2 separate regions of the Sus scrofa genome follow, and region 1 is linked to region 2. Evidence: chromatin contacts called from public Hi-C data. All regions are on one chromosome and are shown on one strand. The core of a region is the stretch at or near the end of the contact, and the rest is flanking DNA. Distances in the headings are between cores, read along the strand shown. Region 1 holds the start of FGL1 (fibrinogen-like protein 1). Region 2 overlaps MTUS1 (microtubule-associated tumor suppressor 1).

The links. Hi-C and Micro-C count contacts between places; a contact is called where the count stands out from the background.
Region 1: a contact with region 2 is called in a Hi-C map of liver, with 5 times the contacts expected there. The contact joins the promoter of FGL1 here to the enhancer-like site in region 2. A contact is called at or near these places in 31 of 47 Hi-C or Micro-C datasets (adipocytes, adipose tissue, alveolar macrophages and 17 more) and 2 of 2 datasets of contacts at active chromatin or transcription factors (alveolar macrophages and skeletal muscle).

The regions. Positions count from the first base shown.
Region 1 is chr17:5,594,188-5,597,971 of Sscrofa11.1, reverse strand. FGL1 (fibrinogen-like protein 1) reads left to right here and starts at 1,538. Exons shown (of 8, transcript XM_021077952.1): 1 at 1,538-1,609. PCM1 (pericentriolar material 1 protein) reads right to left here and starts at 973. Exons shown (of 41, transcript XM_021077917.1): 1 at 636-973.
Region 2 is chr17:5,417,095-5,420,486 of Sscrofa11.1, reverse strand. All of the region lies in intron 3 of MTUS1 (microtubule-associated tumor suppressor 1), which reads left to right. Among named protein-coding and RNA genes, the nearest start is that of MTUS1, 88 kb to the left of the region's middle. Within about 2 kb of position 1,971, at least 25 of the 83 cell types and tissues checked have an H3K27ac peak or open chromatin away from gene starts, as enhancers often do. A contact at or near this core is called in adipose tissue, brain, liver and 1 more, where this site is marked.

The DNA of each region.
Region 1 (3,784 bases), core at 289-2,788, 180 kb before region 2:
TGGCGGGGGGAGGGAAGAGCTAGGAAATTTAACATTCCCGTCGCCAGCATAAAACCCCTCTTGGCCAAACTCAGGAACGCCTCCCCCGGCCCTTCCGCTCCAAGAACACCCGAGACAGCAAAAACGCCGCTGCTCACAGCCCAACCCCCAAATCGCGTCGCTCCTCATCCGCCCTTCGCCACCCCAAATTCTGGACATCCAGAGCCCCACAGAATGGAATCTAGGGGGAAGAGGGGAGAGCAGAAGCGCAGTGATGAAGGCCCCTGGCTATGAAAAACTAGACTCCCCGCCCCTGGCAATCAAACCGCAGCCCCCTACTCCGTTTCCTCCCCTCGCAACGGACATTCCTGGAACTCCCGAGGCGCAGGGCGGCCTCCTCCGCGGGCAAGAAAGAGAGAGGGGCGGGGAGGCTAGAAGGGAGTTCCGAAAACGCCACTGCGTCTCCAGAAGCGTACCCCGAGATTGCGTCGGTCCGTCCGGAGTAGGGGCGGGCTGCCTGCCCAGCAGACTGGAAGCAAGAGGACCCAGGAGCCCAGACCCAGGCCCTCCAGGGTCAAGCGTGTCAGGGCCGTCGCTCTCCCGCCCAGAGCCGCGCTACCCTCGGTTGCCAAGGGCTGAGGACGCGCAGGCATTACCTGTAAACGAAGCACAAGCTCCTGCCAAGAGCGGAGGAGCGGTCGCTCCCACGCCCCGCCACCGGCAGCGGTCTTCCCTTCGAGTCCGAGCCAGGGAGAGTCCCCAAGTTCCCTGGCTGCTCAGGGCCCAATGGCCGCCTCTTCTACTTCAGCTACTCGGCGCCAACCGCCGCAGCCACCGCCATCTTAGGATCTCATTGTGGTGGGAGAAGAGGGGCGGGGGGACTGCAGAGGGGCAACGGGAGGGGAGACATGCGCCGTCTCCGCGGCAACGGCCGCGCGGGGGCGAAACTCGCCCGGGCGGGAGCTACAGTGTGATCCACGCTCTAGACTGGAGTCATGTGATCCGCTGGAGTCTATGGTGTCACCTCTGGCAGCGGTGCCTATTGCACAAACGAGCCACTGGAGACTACATATCCCAGAATGCCAGGTCAACCTGAGGTTATACGCGCCCGCTCAGCCGCCCGAAAGAAATGACTACAAGTCCCAACATGCTGTGCGCTTCGGGCGCCGATCGCCCTGCCAGGGGCTGGAGGCCCTGACGGAAGTGGGTTGACTTCCGCCTCAGGCAGCTGGGAAATGCGCGGAGGCGCGTAGTGGTTTCCGTGGGGCTTCCAGCTCCGGGTTGTGCTTGCTGGAAAGGAAAGACTAAAGACTAAAGCTGGGCATCGCTCTCCTGTTCCCTGTCCACCAAGAGCTTCCTCACAGGAAGGTTGAAAACAAAAGCGCCCGTGCAATCTGGTCCTAAGTTTACACGTGAGGAAAATCCCATGAGTTAATTGGAGGAACATCATACAGCTGGTCAAGGATAGAGTCACACATGTTAATAATTAACACCGCCTTGGATTAATGCCCTACTTTTTCCTTTGAAGAACCAGCTGACCTTCATCAAAATTTAGTATCCAGAAGTTTTCTCTAAGACTATGGTCTTTGAATTCTTTTTTTATTCTTCTCTCAGCAGCGACACTTTTAAGGTTAGTTTATTTACACATTCTCCCTTAAAATGCTAGGGAATGCAAATTTGTTCGCGGGAAGCATAGTGAAGTCAAACAGAGAAATCATTTTGGAGCAGAGAAAAGTTAATTTTAGGGCCATGCAAAGAGAAGGGTGGCTCGTGCTGCTAAAACATGGAACTCTGTAAAGAGTTTTGGCAAAGCATTTTTAAAAGCCAGGTAAGGGAAGGGAGTTGCAGGGTGTGTGTTCAGCTCCTGCACAGCTCTCTGGTTGAAGGTGAAGTAACAGCGTGGTGTCTTCCGGGTTGACATCAATCCTTAGGCTCCAGGAGGCTAGAGGGCCATGGGCTCATTGTCATCAAGTAGTTAACATCGTGCGTTTTGTGGGAGGTTTTCACATCTGTAAAACAACTCTGAAAATGTGCATCAGATACTGTTATCTAGGTACTTCAGAGAGGAGCTAAAGCAGAGGATATGGGGGGAAAGACGTGCCCCCAAGGCCCCACAGGGTCCTACTTCATTACAAACCCCAAAAATATGGTCAAGTGACAACGCCTGTGTGGCTATCTGAAAATTTTGAAATGCTAGTCAATTTTTCTTGCATGCAAGGACATTGTTTTTTTAAGACCGTTTGTAATTGTGGGATAATTTTGTTTTACGCAAAATAAGAATAGGAAGAATGAAGAATGGCATCTGGGTTCCAACAGCAAATTGTTCTGTTACCAATAGAAATTTTTTCACAAAAGCAGTTAATAGAACTGCATCTCAGTACATAATTCAGATAAAACCCTTCCTGCTGCTGTAATTTGCAGCTGAATCCAGGTTCCATTCCAGTACAGTGATCTTTGACACTGTTTATTTGTCATACTTTTTTTTGGCCAGAGTGTGTAGTGGCTTGACATGGGATCTCAGTTCCCAGACCAAGGACTGAATCCATGCCATAGTGGTGAAAGCACTAAGTCCTAACCACTAGACTACTAGGGAACTCCCTGAGGTACATTTTAAAATACTTTCTGTATGTCTAATAGTGCTAATTACTTAGGTAACAAAAGCATAGTCCATGCCCTTTAAAAGCAAATATTTTAGTGAATGATGAAGAAATAGGATATGATATAAATCAATTCTGTTTTGTAAGAAAACTCAGAGCACAGAGCAGCTAATGGATTGTATTTACTGTAGTCCACCGTGCCTTAGGCCTCATTGTAATTCCACCGTGCTCTAAGATCTTGGATAAGTTACTTAACCTTTCTGAGCTTCAATTTGCCTCATCTATGAAATGAGGAGAAACTAATAATATTCTTACCTTGGAAGGATTTTTTTAAAAATAGTGTTTATTTTGTACTAAGCATTTCATCTATTGTGATTTTCTTTTTATTTTTTTTTAATGGTTTACTTTTGCCCTTAATTTTTTATTTATTTATTTTTTTGTCTTTTTGCCATTTCTTGGGCCTCTCCCTCGGCATATGGAGGTTCCTAGGCTAGGGGCCAGTCTACGCCAGAGCCACAGCAACGCGGGATCCGAGCCGCGTCTGCGACCTACACCACAGCTCACGGCAACACCGGATCGTTAACCCACTGAGCAAGGGCAGGGATCGAACCCGCAACCTCATGGTTCCTAGTCGGATTCGTTAACCACTGCGCCACGATGGGAACTCCTATTGTGACTTTCTTAATTCTCACAACTATCCTGAAGAGATTGGTTCTGCATCAGTTCATTTTACCAATGATAGATTAAATAAATCACCAAAGTTCTGACAGCTCCTAGTGAAAGAGGCCAGGTCTAAACTGAGGTCTACTGACTCCTTGGAGGGATTTTTTGATTAAGAAAATGCACGGGAGGAGTTCCCGTCCTGGCTCAGTGGAAACAAATCCAACTAGGAACCATGAGATTGCGGCTTCGATCCCTGGCCTCACTCAGTGGTTTAAGGATCAGACGTTGCTGTGAGCTACCTGGTTGCGGATGTAGCTCGGATCTGGCATTGCTGTGGCTCTGGTATAGGTAGGCTGGCAGCTGCAAGTTTCGATTTGACCCCTAGCCTGGTAACCTCCATGTTCCTTGGATATGGCCCTAAAAAGCGAAAAAAAAAACAAAAAAAAAAAACACGGGAAAAAGTATTAGCATATGATAAGGTCTCAAAATATTAGCTGTAATCATCACCTTCATCACCATTTTGTTTTATGCATATATTTACTTCT
Region 2 (3,392 bases), core at 722-3,221:
TTGTTAAGTCAGTCTTATGACACACTTTGGGGGTTGTTGAAACTATAGTTATAAGACAACTTTATTGCACTGCAAATTATCAGAATTTTTTTTTTTTTTTTTTTTAGGGCCACACCCAAGAATATGGAGGTTTCTAGGCTAGGGGTCAAATCAGAGCTACAGCTGCTGGCCTACACCACAGCCACAGCAACATGGGATCCGAGCCTCGTCCGTGCCCTACGCCATAGCTCATGGCAATGCCAGATCCTGTTAACCCACTGAGCAAGGCCAGGGATCGAACCTGCAACCTCATGGTTCCTAGTTGGATTCATTTCCACTACGCCACAAAGGGGACTCCTATCAGAATTCTTGATTTGTGATTTAGGCAAAAATATAAATCCTGCTTCTCCCTCGGAATTTCTCTATAAATTTGGCATGAAAAATTCATTCAGTGGCATTCTCTTTTGATGAACGTGCTGTGAGACACTGAAATATTTTTTTTTATTTTTATTTTTTTGTCTTTTTAGAGCTGCACCTGCAGCATATGGAGGTTCCCAGGCTAGACGTCTGATCAGAGCTGTAGCCACCGGCCTATGCCACAGCCACAGCAACAGCAACTTGGGATCCGAGCCGTGTCTGCAACGTATACCACAGCTCACGGCAACACAGGATCCTTAACTCACTGGTCGAGGCCAGGGAAGGAACCTGCAACCTCATGTTTCCTAGTCGGATTTGTTTCCACTGCGCCACGACAGAACTCCCCGACACTGAAATATTTATGTGTTGAAGGCAACTGGTATTTTTTTCTTCAAGGATTCTAAACTGTACCATTTGCAGTGATGGTGGTTTGGGCTTATTTAAGGAAAGAAAGCAATCTAGGGGCTTTTGGAACATAACTGGAAGTTTTTTTAAAAGATAACTTCAGTTTCATTTTACTTTGTAAAAGGCTATATTTTGTAGATATTTTTTTTTCTAGTCATATACTTTCATGCTAGATTCAGTGTAACAAGAACAGTATATTACAACTTCAAGCCTAGCTTTAAGTAACGCAAGCTGAAAATATTTTTAAAGCTTCCAGTTCATGTGAATTCTGTTTCTGTGTATGAAATGGGTGAATTGAGTCTTTCCTTTCTTTCAAAAGATGTATTAGGTCTTAGTATTGATTCGTTCATTTCCTTTTTAATTGCTTTTTACAAAATAATTCAATGGATTGACTAATTTAACCTAATTTTGGAGTTTCTGCTGTGTCCAGGCACCACTGTAGATGCTGTGAGGGATATGGGATATAAAAGATAGTTGAGGAGAAAGAAAACATTTATGTGGATAAGTAGGATAGCCGATAAAGCGAGCTATGAGGGAGTGGCGGGGGGGAGGGGCGTTCTCTCTGCTTTGGGGGGGTGTCAATTTCTTCTTTCTGGTGAGGGACAGAGGCAAAGTGGAGCATGGTTACTGAACCTTCTGGGTGTCTGGGTGTGGAGCACTTTAGTTTCTCTCAAATAACTTCTGTTATCCTGATTTTATATGCGTGGTAATTGCGGCTCAGAGAGATTGTCCCTGATCCAAAGGGCACTCAGCCAGAATGTGACACAATTTAGACTGTGTTGGTGGAGGGCAGGGCACTGAATTCATGACTGAATTAATGACCACGTCCCCCAGAGGGCTCTTAGCAGCAGTGGGCTGGTCTCCTACGAGAGTAGTAAGTAGCTGTGTACCGGACCTCCCGGAGCCCTGAAACATGCAACTTGAAATTAAATGGGACAATTCTCTGCATATCGTTTAAATTTGGAAGTTGTGGCGTAAGATCAGACGGGTTTGCGATGCATCTGAAAAGGTCATTCACACAGTCATTATCTTAAGGTCATTTCACTTGCAGCTTTTGCTGTTTGTAATGGGAAATGCCAAAAAGAAACTGCCACAACAGAGGCACGCAGGTGCCCTTGGAGGGCTGTAGGGGTGTGTAGGGAATTGGGGACCCGGGCAGGAGGCGTCCCCGCTACGGCCATGTTGCCCAGCCCCGTTCCTGTGTCTGACACTCTGACACTGTGAGGAGGGTGTCGGAAGCTTTTGTCCTCTCCTTTTTGTCTTTTAACAAAGGGGCTTCCCGTAAACCCACAGAGCCTGGCCAGTGGCTCTGTGTCCCTGTAGCAGATTAAGCATTCAAATCAATGAGTCTCTTTCTTAGTCTGATTTGCCAGCTAGTTTAAGCTCTAATGTGCAGTGCCTTGGAGCTTAGAGATTTTTTTTTTTCCCTCCCCTCGAATTCACTGAGAGATGCATGAGGCACAGGAGAGTGAACATGGCTGCAGCTTTCCTTGCTTAAGCTTGCTTTGATCCTTTTAAATGACTATACCAGGAGGATTTCGCAGTTGTACAGAAACGGATACTTCTTCAAAAATATTTATCAATTCTACACTCACCCCACCGGCTGGCTCAGAGAGGCACTATGATGCCACCCTATTGACACTGCTGGTTCTGGGATCCTACAGCCTTTGTATAGTTCCTTTGTTAGCCACGTTTACTGGGAAAAGAAGTAGGTCGATGATTTCTGGTTTGATTCTTTCTTTTTTAGCATGCTTAAATTTTATTCAATAAATTGATGTAGCACCTCTTGATTGCTATTTTCCTAGCTTGTAATTTGTTCATTGTAGCATTTCTCAGACATATTTATATTTAAGTTGTGAATGATTCTATATGGAACCAATTTTATTGTGTGTTTTATATGTTTTGGGACTCGGACTAAATATAATTCAGCACTATTGTTGGTGTTCTTGGCACACGAAATTACCTTATAAAGGACTGGTTAATGGTCTCATTTCTGATTAAATTTCTGGTAGTTTTTGTGTCGACCTAATCATTGTGTGAGCATAGAAAAATACTTTCCCAGAATTAAGATGAAAACATCACATTTTAAATAATCTTACTCATAGTATGTCTAAAAATATTTAAAATGTAGACTTTTTAAAGATTACCTTAAAACGTGAAAAAATCATTTTGAGCTGAATTTTCCAATTTCCGGTAATAGTGGATCGTGTTAGGAAGCACCTTAATCTTTTGATCAGTGTTGTAGATTCATATTGGGGTAAGCATTTGAACCCTTTTAAAGAATGTTTTCTTGTTTCGTCTATTCATTTTCTTTGTGATGTGGTGCCGTTAGTGGAATCATTGAGGAACTTCTGAGATTGCATAGTGCTGTTGTAAAATTAGCATCTGGTTCTCAGTCCGTACTTAGGGATGCTATAGAAATATCATTACCAAGTTGTAAATTGACTAAATCAGGATACCGAAGGCAATACAATTTTCTTACTTGGGGGTTTCAGCAGGTTCTTTGTGTGTGTTCTTTTAAGTCTGGAAAAATTTAAAGTAACAGTATTGATTTTTTCTTTTCTTTCTTTCTTTTTTTTTTTTTAGATATT